Linked DNA regions of Gossypium hirsutum: region 1 is linked to region 2. The links are chromatin contacts, called in public Hi-C maps. All regions are on one chromosome and are shown on one strand. The core of a region is the stretch at or near the end of the contact, and the rest is flanking DNA. Distances in the headings are between cores, read along the strand shown.

The links. Hi-C and Micro-C count contacts between places; a contact is called where the count stands out from the background.
Region 1: a Hi-C map of leaf shows a contact between it and region 2, with 8 times the contacts expected there. The contact joins two enhancer-like sites. A contact is called at or near these places in 10 of 34 Hi-C or Micro-C datasets (callus, fibers, hypocotyl and 2 more).

What each region holds. Positions count from the first base shown.
Region 1 is chrA11:121,460,910-121,467,903 of Gossypium_hirsutum_v2.1, reverse strand. LOC107925771 (UPF0481 protein At3g47200) reads left to right here and starts at 1,901. Exons shown (of 2, transcript XM_041080223.1): 1 at 1,901-2,794; 2 at 3,627-4,467. The coding sequence starts at 2,328. The coding sequence ends at 4,326. Within about 2 kb of position 5,468, at least 7 of the 9 cell types and tissues checked have an H3K27ac peak or open chromatin away from gene starts, as enhancers often do. A contact at or near this core is called in fibers, hypocotyl and leaf, where this site is marked.
Region 2 is chrA11:121,377,715-121,384,378 of Gossypium_hirsutum_v2.1, reverse strand. It overlaps LOC107941179 (a long non-coding RNA gene), which reads right to left. Exons shown (of 2, transcript XR_001695556.2): 2 at 6,286-6,664. Among protein-coding and RNA genes, the nearest start is that of LOC107941179, 4.1 kb to the right of the region's middle. Within about 2 kb of position 1,993, at least 9 of the 9 cell types and tissues checked have an H3K27ac peak or open chromatin away from gene starts, as enhancers often do. A contact at or near this core is called in fibers, hypocotyl and leaf, where this site is marked.

The DNA.
Region 1 (6,994 bases), core at 4,219-6,718, 80 kb before region 2:
AATTTATTGTTTGTATATATTAATAAAAATCTAATATATTTTTAATATTCTAAATATATTATATGATTTAATGTTACAAAAGAAAATTATTGAGATTAAACAATTAAAATTTTGTAAAAAAACATTATTTATAAATATATATATACATATTTTATTTATTTAATCTTAATAATGTTAGAGAATCATGATATTTGATATATAGATAAATATAAAGTATTATTGCTGAAATAATGAAGAAAATATGTTAAATTGTGAGCAAAAAAATTTTGTTGTATGGAGTTAAAAAAGATAACTTAAGAGTAAAAAAAAAGAAAATCCATTTTATTAATAAAATGTATTAGTAAAAACAAATATGTCTACATGTATAATCGATTAATAAAATATAATATATGGAGAGAGGCGAAATCAGGAGTTAGTAGAATCTTGGTCTCCTTTAAAATGAAAATAAATTATTTAGACCCCTTTATAATTTATAAAATTTTAAATTAGTAATGATAAAATTATACTTCACCATTTAAAAATAATATAAATTTAATTTAATATTTTAAAATTTATAAAAATTTAAATTATTAAAATATTAAAATTATATTTTTACTATCGTAAAAATATACAATTTAATTTCAACTCAAAAAAATTTCTAACTTCATCCCTTTATATATATAATATTCAAATGCATACTTTAATAAAGTTGTCAAATATTTGACATACGTTAAAAATAAGTACAACTTTAAATATATATACACGTTGAGATTATGTAATATTAACAAAACAAAAAACGAGTTTAAAAATAATGATTAAATAAATTAAAATACTTAAAATTTCATTATCTCAAAATATACCAAATTATAATTTAATAATAAAATTAATATTTTTAATTAAAATTTCATTATAAAAATATATAATTATTAATATAACTTTTTTAAATATTTGAAATAAATCATGTAACATAATGATAATTTAAATACTAAAGTGAGTCAAAATAATTTAAATAATAAAATAAAAAAACGAATATATTTGAAGAACTGTTATTAAGCGTATGAAATTCATGAAATGTTAGTAGATATAAAATTATCCATAGGGTCTTACCTTCTTGGTGAAGGGGAAGGTTTTAGGTTTTTGAGTTTTTAGGTTCTATAATATTATTTTATGTGTATGTTTCATTCTCATCATATTCGTATAGCACGTGTGGAGTTTGTCTGCTTTTTCTAGATTAATCTAGACATATATTTGTACTTGAAATTATATTATATTTGTATAAATGATAAATTTAACCCTTGACATTTATTTTTTAAATTAAATTGGCCTTTATTTTTTTTAATTTGAGCTAAATTTAGCCATTAATCTTTCAAAAAAGAGTCAATTTGCTTTTCTTTAACAGATATGCTAACTAAAATATTAATTTTTTAATGATATTGGTGTCACAACTCATGTGACAATCTATGTGCACTTCATGCTAACATAACAATACTTTTCTTATATGTCACGTCAATAAATAATTTAAAAATAAAAAATAAATAAAAAACATATAGATGTGGATTGCCGTATGAGTTGTCATGTTTAAAATTTTAATATTTTAGTCACTATTTTCATTAAAAAAACATTAATTTAAATTGATAGTTAAATTCGACTCTTCCAAAAGATAGAAAATTAAATTAAAAAAAAATGAAAATTAAATTGACTATAAGGGATAAATTTGAATTACACCAAAATTATTTTCCATATGTTTATTATGTAAGTAGGAGCAAAGCTAGAATAATTTTTTAAGATAGACGGAATGAAATTTTAATTTTTTATAGTCTATATTTTTATAATTTTTGAAGAATTAAATTGAATTTTCATACTTTATGAAGTTAAAGTACAAATTTAAAATTTTTAAAAAAATTATGAGCATAAATAACAATTTACATTTCCCTAGATTCGCCCTATAGAAACATTTGTCATCATGTAGCCATTTTACAACCTTTTTTCCAACAACACTCAATCAGCCAAAACCAGTTCTCAAAATCACCTTGTTAATTACTTCGAACCGGTCAGCCTGAAAAGGTCGTCCAGGGAGGAAGGAGGCGGCGCCGTCGGTGCAGTTTCCACTGATCAAACAATCATCGACAACAACGATTCCGTGAGCATTGATATGGACATATGGACGTCCCTCTCATCGACAACAGCGATTCCGTGAGCATTGATATGGACGTCCCTCTCAGTGATGGCGAAGTAGCGAATCTCCGGTCATTAGACAAAGCTTTCTACGGCGGCCAACCCAACTTCACTGCCAAACCATTAAAGTCCCATCAACCCTTCGCCGTAACGAAGATTTCAACAAGTATTTCATGCCGAAAGTGATCTCAATCGGCCCACTCCACCACGATGATCACACCCTCCCTGAATCCAAGGAGCTCAAGCTCAAATTAGCAGCACATTTCGTCAAAAAAATTGGCGTCGATAAGGAATCCTTGTACAGAAACATTAAGAAAGAGTTGGATGGCTTGAAGGAATGCTATGATCCACAGGAATTAGAGAATTATAGCGACAATGACCTGGCTTGGATGTTCTTCGTTGACGGCTGCGCAATTTTACAAGCAGTTTATTTGCGTTACGGTAATGATGATGATGATGGTAAATTGTTTATTAAAAACGATATGCTGACATTTGTGTACTCGGATCTGTTCTTGTTGGAAAACCAATTACCTTTTCGTGTTCTTGAATTGCTTACAAACCCGGAAGAAAATGGCGGAAAGTTCATGAATGCAATCCGAAGGTTCATCGACGATAATGTTATCAACCCAGGCGAGGACAGGTAATTTAGGGAATTAAATAAAGAATCATTTTTGTTGAGTTTATAAATGTTTTTTTATAACTAGATGGGTGATGGACTCTCATTTCCAGTTGATTAGTTCATTCAGTTAAATTATATAAAATTTTGAAAATATTAAAAATATAAAAAAAATGATTCCATTTTTTAATTCAATTGGTCAACTCTAACTTTATTCGATTTTTCATCTAACCTACCTAATTAACAAGTATAGTCTGATCTTTAATTTTTTTTATGTATTAATTTATGATTTTATCTTTTTTAAAAAAAATTGAACAATTATTTTTTAATTATTTTTTAAATTTGAGGGCTTATTATAATTTAATAATGTTTAAAGGGATTAACATGTAAATTTTCATTTCTTGGGAACGACCCCTGCCTGTCTGTTTGCATTTATCCTGTTGAGTGTACAATTTTTAGAAATAAAACTTTTCAAAATGGAAAAGTTCAATATCTTAAAAATGGTAAGATTTCTGCATTAATACAATAATAAAAATTGTATTTCAGCTAATATTGTTTCAATCCGTTTGAATTGAAAATTAACTGAAACATCTGGAGAAAGTCATTAGACCAGTCGATTTAAAAATCTATATGAACAGGGTAAAAGAAAGTTAATTAAACCGTGTTATCGAATCGAAATTTTTAATAATTTATTTAATTAAATCAAATAAATTGAGATTTATAAATAAATAACTTAATCAGTTGGATTATCTATTTTGAAAATCTAACTTCATAAAAATTAACAATTTCAATAAAAAGAAAGAAAAGAAAAGAGAAATTATAGCTTGGCACCCGACTAACATAGATTTTGGTGTAGTGAATGGTGGTGGAAGCAGCAAAAAGGAGAGCGAATTCACTTATTGAATCTACTACGAGAAAGACTCCTTGTCAAAGAAGAAAAACCATGGTGGTGGAGTTTGTGGTTTTTCACTGAACCAGGATTTTGCAACGAAGCAAGAAAAAAACGGCACCATTCACACACCTTTGGTAACTTAAAAGAGCTTAAAAGGGCCGGGATACGGTTACAAGCAAGCAAAACAAGTTGTTTAACCGACATCAGTTTCAACCATATCTTCTTCTTCGGAAAATTATGGTTACCGCCGATCATAGTTAATTATCCAACCATGAACTTAATAGCTTACGAAATGTGTCCGGATTTCGATAACGATTTCACCATCACTTCTTATATGTGTTTCCTTGATTTATTGATCCATGAAGCCGAAGATGTTCAAGACCTGAAAGATGCCGGTATACTATACAATAGACTGGGGAGCGATGAAGAAGTGGCTAAGCTATTCAATAAGATGGACATTGATTTGGTTCCTAGTCCGATAATTTACAGTGGGGTTAAAGAGAAAATATATAATCATTGTAAGAATATGTGGATTAATCAAGCAGCTCAAGGTTATCATACTTATTTTAGGAGTCCTTGGACATTTTTGGCATTTTTGGGTGCCATTGCTGCACTTACTCTCAGTGCTTTGCAGACTTATTATGCCATGCATCAACAAAAGTAAGTGCTCTTTATTAGTCTTTTTGTAAACTCTTGTTATTTATGATAATTTTGTAACTCCTGGATTTTCGATTCAATATATTTAATTTTTGGTGTTTTAATGAAAATTTTCTTTTAAAAATAAAATTTAAGAGCTTTAATCAAAATTTATGATAAAATTAATGGTTAACTTTTGAAATTTTCAACAAGGCTTAATTAAGATTTTTTAAAAATTAAGAGTTCTAAGTAAAAATGTCAAAATTTTGAAAGATTTAATGATAATTTTCTAAAATTTTGAAGGGGTCTCCTCTTACATTTTGTCCTTAAGTTGAACCAGTCGATTTAACTAATCAATCTAATTTGACCATAAAAAGTTAACAATTTAAACTCGTTTACCTTTATGATATAAATTCCTTACATGCTGAAGTGTTTTGTTGTGTGTACTTGTTTTGAAATTCTTTTATAATTTTTTTCTTCAATTTGTGGCAGCCAAGGCTCATGCAACCTGTTGCAGGCCAATTTTGGGCCGCTTTACAAATCCCTTAACCCATTTTACAAAAACTATCTACCCTTGACCAACATACTAAAACCCACTTACATTTCCAAACTCGGGAGCCCAATTAACCTACCCAAACCCATTTACAACCAGACCCAAGCCCGGTTGACCCATTAAACCCTTACCCTAAAATCTAACTCAACACCAGCCCAAATCCTACTAGCCCACTAACCTAAAACCCACCTAAACCCAAACAGACCCAACTAACCGATTTAGGGTTTTAAGAAAGCTGAAACCCTAAACCACCTAATCCTATCACTGTACCCTCTGTGCCCCCTATACCCCTGACCCTCGGCCAACCACCTTCTATCCCATCACCCATACCACCTGCCCACTGTCTCCACCGCCGTTCAACTGCTCCTGCAAGGAGAAGACAATAGAAGAAATCATAAAGCATGTAAAATAGGCTATAAAAGCCGTATGTAAAAAGGGAACCAGGAAGGATTTTTGCTCTTTAAAAAATACAAAAAAGAAAAGACCAGTTGGCAGTTCAAAATATACAGAAATAGTAATACAAACAATATTTCAAGCAAACAAAAGAGAACATCACAGATCAAAGAATCAGAAGCTAAAAACGGTGCGTTTTGGTCCCCCACCAGTTAAGCTAAAAACGGAGCCGTTTTGGGCCCCGGGTCGGGTCGACCCGACCCTCTCCGATAGGATCCGCGTGTTTTTTAAAGTGGAAGGGCTAATTGCGCTTTTAGCCCTTCTGCTTTTCTGTGGTTTTACAATCAAGTTTTCTCATTTTCAATTTGGCCCCATAATTTGTTTCACTTTGCAATTTGACCCCTCTGATTGCGCAGCGTTTTGGAAAGTGGGAAATATTTCGTTTTTAATCCCCCTTAGTTTTGCCCGTGTTCAAATAAGTCCTTCTCTGTTGTTTTTATTTTAGAATTTATCCCGTGTTCTATAGTTTGTTTTCAATTTAGTCCCGTTTAATGCGATGTGTTTTAAAGATTTGGGAAAATTTTATATTTGGTCCTCCATAGTTTCACGCGTATTCTAAAAAGTCCTCCCCTCCCTTATTTTCTTTTAAATTAGCCCCAAACTTTGTTTTTTTAATTCGATTGAGTCCTCTTTGTTAGATTAATGCTTTACTTTCAAATTATTTGTTTTTTCATTTTCTGTTGTTTATTATTATTCATTATAATCTTTATATTTTTATTATCTTTGTTATATTTTGTATATGTGGTAGTATATATTTTATTGCGTACATGTATGTATGTATATGTACTTAATATATTTATGTACTTGGGAAATATTATTATTAGTTATTTTTAACATGCATATATTATGTAAATATTTTAACATTATAGTTTACATGTATATATTCTTTCATATGTATTATATATATATATGCTTTTAATATTTTATGTGTATTATTATGTATATGTTTTAATACTGTTAGTCATATATCTTTTGAACTGTTATATGTATATTTTTAATATTACTATATATATTTCTAATACCATTATATAAATTTATATATATGTACGTATCTATATCGCGAACGAATAGTCCTTTTTTATTATCATTTCTAATATAAATATATATATCATATAGGTTTATATACATATCATACATGTTTCTTTATTTTTATTTTTTATTAGTTATATATATATTATTACTATTTTATGTATATATTTTTATCTTTATTACTATTGTTGTCAATCTTAGTATATGTTTTATGTATGTATATATCTCTAGTATATATATATAGGTATATATCTATGTAGTATCGTAATGGGTTTTTTATTATTATTCCCAATGTGTATATACTAGGTAAATATTTTAGTACTATAATATATATATGTTTTCATTGTGTATATACATTACGTATACGTATCTTTTTAATATTATATCTTCATATACGTCATATATATTTTTCAAGCTATATTACATTTTACATTTTATCTTATACATGTATATATATTATTTTTAACTATCTTATGCACATTATTTTTAACTTTACATTATGTATGTATCTCTCATATCATTAGTTGTATATATTTTTATGTTACCTTATGTACATATTATCTTATATTATTATTACTAAGTGTATTTTGTATTTGTTCATGATTTGTCTTTATTTTTATTTCTTTTGTAAATATCATTGTTATTGTTTTTCTAATGCTCT
Region 2 (6,664 bases), core at 744-3,243:
TAAAGGGAATTTTGAAACAAATAATATATAACATAACTTTACATGTAACAAATTGGTTTTGTATGGATGGTATATGTAAATAATATGTACATAAGGATTATAAAATATGAAGGTATATACAATAAATAAATTATATGATTTAAAATATAATTCTTAAAAGGGGTGCATTATACACATAAATAATTTTAAAGACAAATATATATACATAAAAGAAATATTAATATGAAATCAATAATGTGGACTATAGTAAAATATTTTAATATGGGTTATATATATATATGAAGACACTTTATAAATAATTAAAAAATAACTTGGAATAAAAATATGAATTATAAAATTAACTTAATTTTATCATAAATTATACATTTAATAAAACCTAAAAAACAATTAGATATAAATTTATTAAAAAAAACTATATAAAAATAACATGGCTTTGATAATGTATGTAGATTAAATATAAATACTAAATATATATTTAATAATAACTTAAATAATACATAAAATATGTGGGATTTTTCCTTTAAATAATAAAGATATATAATAAAATATGTGAATAGATCTAAAAGAAATTATATGTATAAAATACTAGTATTTAGTAATGTATATAAATTTAATATCTATACCTATATTTTTGTATACGAATAGTTAGAAATTAAATAATGTATAAAACATGTGAGTTCATTTTAAACAACAAATACATATGTAACATACATATGTGAATAAATTTAAAAAACAGTTAAATGTATATAATAATTTAATGTTAATAATATTCGTAGAATAAAACTGATTTTATTATAAGGTACGTATATACATGTATAATAATGCATAAAACATTACACAAAATAGTATGCAACATGTGGAAATACAATTACCCAAATTACAACAAATAAGTCAATCAATAATATAAATGATACAGTTGATATGAACATTCCCAAATAATATACATGTTAAGAAAAAAAAAACAAAATGAATCCAAACAAATTACCTAATTGAAATCAAAGTAAAATAAAAAAGATAATTTACAAAAATAAATTAACTACTTATAATAAAATAAGAACTCATATATAACACGCATGAATTCACAGGGACCACGATTGAAATTATCCCTGATCCTGAAACACTGCGTTGAGACACGGGTTAAAATGCAAAGTCATACAAATTTTGGGGAAAATTTAACAGAAAACCAAAACAAAACAGTCACAAATAGGATCCAATCACAATACGGCATGAAGGGGAAGGGCTTTCTACATAAATAAACCATTTTAGGCGAAAAAGGGCTGATCCGGGTCTCCAAGTGGGTCAGCGCGCGGATCCTACCCCCCTTGGAACGACGCCGCTTTTGAATCTACTGTTAAACCCTCTTTTTTCAATTGTTTTCTGCTTAAAACGCAGCAAATCATTCAATTTAAAATAAATTATGCTATCAGCCCATTCCCTTAGGGTTTCATCTAGCATGCTGCCGCTGACAACAGGAGTATTCGAGCCATGAAATCAATTTGCAACCTCAAGATCCCTCATCTGACTTCGATTTCGACGAAGCAAAGAAGAATCCATGGCAAATTTGCAAAGTAAGACCCCTTCCTTCGCTTTCCTTTTTATTTTCAAATACAAAAACGAAAGATTGAAAAGGAAAATGAAATGATTCAACGAAAAACTAAAGCAAGTAGAAAACTGAAAATTACCTTTACAAATTTGCTTTCGAAACACTTTTTCTAGTATTTAGTGTGCGTGCGTAAGCATATATTATGCGTAAATTTTTTTGAAGGTACATTCGTCGGCTTTTATAGCCGGATTTACAGAGTAAAATCAAAATAAAATTACATTTTCTTGCTGTCAATCACTGTAAATTCTGTTAGCCTCTTTCTCGTGCCTTCTTTTGCTGTTTATTTATCTTTCTTGTAGATTCCGTTGACGTGGATGTACGGAGGCGCGCCTGGGATGTACGGAAACAGATATGCATGAGAAACCCTCGTGGGAAGCCAACCTTCTAGTTTATTCCAAAAGATTCTAGCATTCTCAAGCTGCTAAAATTATTTTTGGGTGTATTGGTCCTCGGGTTTGGGCTGTTGGGTTTGAGGATTTATTCAATTGGGTCATGAGTTATTGAACTTTTATTGTATTATTTTTTTATTTTTCATTTTAGTTTTGGGTTTTGTAAATGGACTTTGGCCCTATAAACAATTTGGTCTTTTATTGTTTGGTCTTATAAATATATTTTATTTTTAATTTTTTTCTTGTTTTTTTTATGGGCTCAGGCAAAATGGGCCTATTACATCCTGGTGGCTAAATTTGATATTACACAAAAATATTTACTGTATGTTTATTATATAAGCTATAGAAACATTGTAGCCATTTTGCCACCTTTTCACAAACATCACTCACTCAGCCAAAAACAGTTTACAAAATCACCTTGTTAATTACTTCGAACCGCTCAGCCTGAAAATGTCGTCCACGGAAGGAGGCGGCGCCGTCGGAGCTTCCGGTGGAGCAGTTTCCATTGATCAAACAATCATCAACAACAACACGAGCAACAGTCCCCTAGAGACGATCATTCCAATACCAGGTACGGACTTCACTCGCAGCAATGGCAAATTACGGAATCTCCGGTCATTAGACAAAGCTTTCGACGGCGACCATCTCAACCCCAAAGCCAAACCATTGATACAAAAAGTCCCATCAACCCTTTGCCGTCACGAAGATTTCCGAAAATATTTCAAGCAGAAAGTGATCTCAATCGGCCCATTCCACCACGATGATCCCACCCTCCATGAGTCCGAGAAGCTCAAGCTCAAATTAGCAGTACATTTCGTCAAAAAAATTGGCGTCGATAAGGATACCTTGTACAACAACATGAAGACAGAGATGGATGGCTAGAAGAAATGCTATGATCCAAAGGAATTAGAGAAGTATAGTAACGATAACGAAAAACTGGCTTGGATGTTCTTCGTTGACGGCTGCGCAATTTTACAAGCAGTTTATATGCGTTACGGCCAAGATTATATATCGTAAGTCGAACGAATTGTTTATTAAAAAAGATTTGCTGACATTTGTGCACTCGGATCTGTTTTTGTTGGAAAACCAAATACCTTTTCGTGTTCTTGAATTGCTTACAAGCTCGGGGGATGGCAAAAAGTTCATGGATTCAATCAAAAGGTTCATCAACGACACTGTTGTCAACCCAGCCGAGATAAAAGAGCCACGGGAAAGGATTGTATGAAACAGTGACGCCACGTCATCTGTATTCTTTTCCAATAGTTTTATGCCATATCAGTACTCTTATCCTGAATTTCAGGATTTTATCCTGAAAAAAAATCAAATCCAAATTAAAATAATAAAATTCAGGATAAAATCCTAAAGTTCAAAATAAGAATATTGATGTGGCATAAAACTATTGGAAAGGGATACAGATGACGTGGCGTCACTGTTTCATACAATTCTTTCTCAAGAGCGACAATCACATCAGCGGGACAGATAATTTAAGGCATTTAAAAAAAATCATTTTGTGGAGTTTATAAGTGTTTAAGAATTTTATAATTAGGTGATGGAATCGATTAGATTCTCATTTTCGGTTGAATAGTTAATTCGTTTAAATTATATAGAATTTTAAAAAATATTAAAGATATATTAAAAATATAAAAAAATCGATTTTACTATTCGATTCAATTGGTCAATCCTTTCTTCTGGATCAGTATCTTGCTTGATTCTAGACCTGCTTATGCGTTGGGTCACTTGGCCAGCTCGAAAAAATTTGAGGGTTTGAGTAAAAAAATTGAAGGGTTTGAGTAAAAATATAGACATGAAAAATGGACTTGGGCAAAAAAAATTTCGTTTTAAAAACAGGCCGGGTCTCAGGTAAGATATTTTTGGCCCTGCCCCTGCCAAATTCACAAAAGGACAAAAAAAATTATTTTTATTGTTTTAATGCTAGTTTCTTGTTGTTTTCTTCCTATTTTACTACCATTTCAATGTCTACCTTAGTGTTATTTAAGTATACATATTTTTTAAAAAATTTTTCAATTTGTTAGGAAATATTTATTTTAATGTTTTTAGTATTTTTGATGTATTATATATATTTAAAAATTATATAAAAATATTTAAAAAAATTAAAAAATTAATACGGGTGAGCTGAGCTCTGGCCTAAATCTTTTATTGGGTTCGACCCAACCCATGAGTACCTCTACTTAATTCTCTATCCAACTAGTTTGATCAACAAGTTTGGTCTAATTCTTAATTTTTTTTATGTGGTCGAACATATTTTTTTATACTTTGAAGAGTTAAAGTGTAATTTTATTATATAAATTTATAATTTAATAATTTTAAAAGGAGTAAAATATAATTTTCTATTTTTGACAACGACCCCGCCTGCCCCTTTGTATTGATCCTGTTGAGTGTGCAATTTCAAATCTAACTTTTCAAAATGGTAAAATAAAAATTATATTTTACCAAATGTTGTTTGGATTATATACTTTTCAAAATGATAAAATAAAAATTATATTTTACCAAATGTTGTTTGGATTATATACTTTTCAAAATGATAAAATAAAAATTATATTTTACCAAATGTTGCTCGGATTATGTTGGATTGAAAATTAATTGAGGTATGAATTTAAAGAAAGTCATTAAATCGATTGACTTAATAATCTATATGAACAAGTTAAATTGTCAAAAAAATAAAAAAACTAATTGAATCAAATAATAATATCAAAATTTTTTAATAATTTATTTTATCAACCAATATGAATACATCGAAACAATTAAACTTATAAATTGATAACTTGACACAGATTTGGCTCTAGAAAATGGTGGAAGCTGCAAAATCCAATTCACCTACTGAATTCCTACGAGTAAGACTCCTTTTCGACAAAGAAAAAAATAAGAAAAACCATGTAGGAGTTGTCTGCTCACGCTGGATCTACCAACAGCAAGCAAACAAGAACAAAATGGTGCCATTCACACACCATTGGTAACATAAAAGAGCTTAAAATGGACGGGATATGGTTAAAAGCAAGCGAAACAAGTTGTTAACTGACATCCGTTTCAACCGTATATTCTTGGTCAGAAAATTATGTTTACCGCCGATCACCGTCGATGATTCAACCATGAACTTGATAGCTTACAGAATGCGTACAGATTTCAAAAACGATTTCACTGTCACTTCATATATGTGTTTCCTTGATTTATTGATCAATGAAGCCGAAGATGGTAAAGACCTGAGAGACGCCGGCATACTATACAACGGATTGGGGAGTGATGAAGAAGTGGCTAAGCTTTTCAATAAGATAAACACTGATTTGGTTCCTACTCCGATGATTTACTGTGGGATTAATCCGAAAATACATAATCATTGTAAGAAAATGTGGATTAAGCATGCAGCTCAAGGTTATCATACTTATTTTAGGAGTCCTTGGACGTTTTTGGCATTTCTGGGTGCCATTACTGCAGTTTTGCTTGGTGCTTTGCAGACTTATTATGCCATACATCAACCAAAGTAAGTGTTGTTTACCAGTCGTTTTGTAAACTCTTGTTTTTTGTGAGAATTTTGTCTGACATTTTTTATTATCATTGAAACATAGGAGCCAAGATCCCCAACAAAACATACTTCACATCACAAGACACACATCACAAGACACTCAAAAGAACTTTTTGAACTAAACTTGTACCACATTAACAGGACCATTATACATACACTAAAAACAAAGATAGGTGCCTTTAACAATCTTAAAAGGCGCTTTCCTTCTTTATATAATAAAACCCTAAATCGTAATTTTTTTATACTATTCCTTACATAGAAAACAGAGTCACATACCCACATACAAAAATCTTTCAATATTAGACTTTAAAACCCAAAAAACTCTTTCACTACATCTTCGATTCTTCCATACAACACCAACAATAACCGAGCTTCACTGTTACATCCATGACCTAAAAAAAATACCCTTATCTTTCTTTTGTACTAATTTTTATTTGAACTTCTTTCACATCCTCAATTTTATTTTAACCTAACAGTCAATTTTATTTTGGTATGAATTATATTTGAATCAACATATATGATGGTTAGAAATCCTTTATTTTTTCAACCCAATTGCTCTTTTGATTTAGGAAAAATATCTTTTCTTTATTAATATACTGCTTCTTCTACACATTCATGGCTAACCCATAAAGGGAATGCCTAATAATAATAATTAGGACTCAAAAAAAATTGATAATTTACTCATGAGAAAAACCGTTACCACATTAGGCACTAATTTCTTTTTAGCGTTTAATTAGATTAGGTAATCATTCAAATTGAGAACAGAAGCTCGTTACTTTTTGTTTCCCTATAATTGGTGCCGTAGAGCTCTATCCATTTATTCACTCGACCCAACTTTAAATTCAATTCATTTTTTTTTGTTCCGCACCAAAATTCAAAAATAGTTTTTTTGGAATGATCCCGAAAAAAAGGATATCTATATTGTACAAGCCCGTTTGGCCCCTAGCCCAAAACCAATTTTCTAACCCCCTAACCCAAAACCTATCTTCTAACCCACAAAGCCCAAACCCAAAATTTTTTTAGCCCAAATAACCCCAAACCCAATAACACAGCCCAATACATAAAGAAAAAGAAAAAGGAAAACAAAACCCTAGCCCCCCTATGTTCAGCCGCCGCCCCTAGGGCCACTTGCCT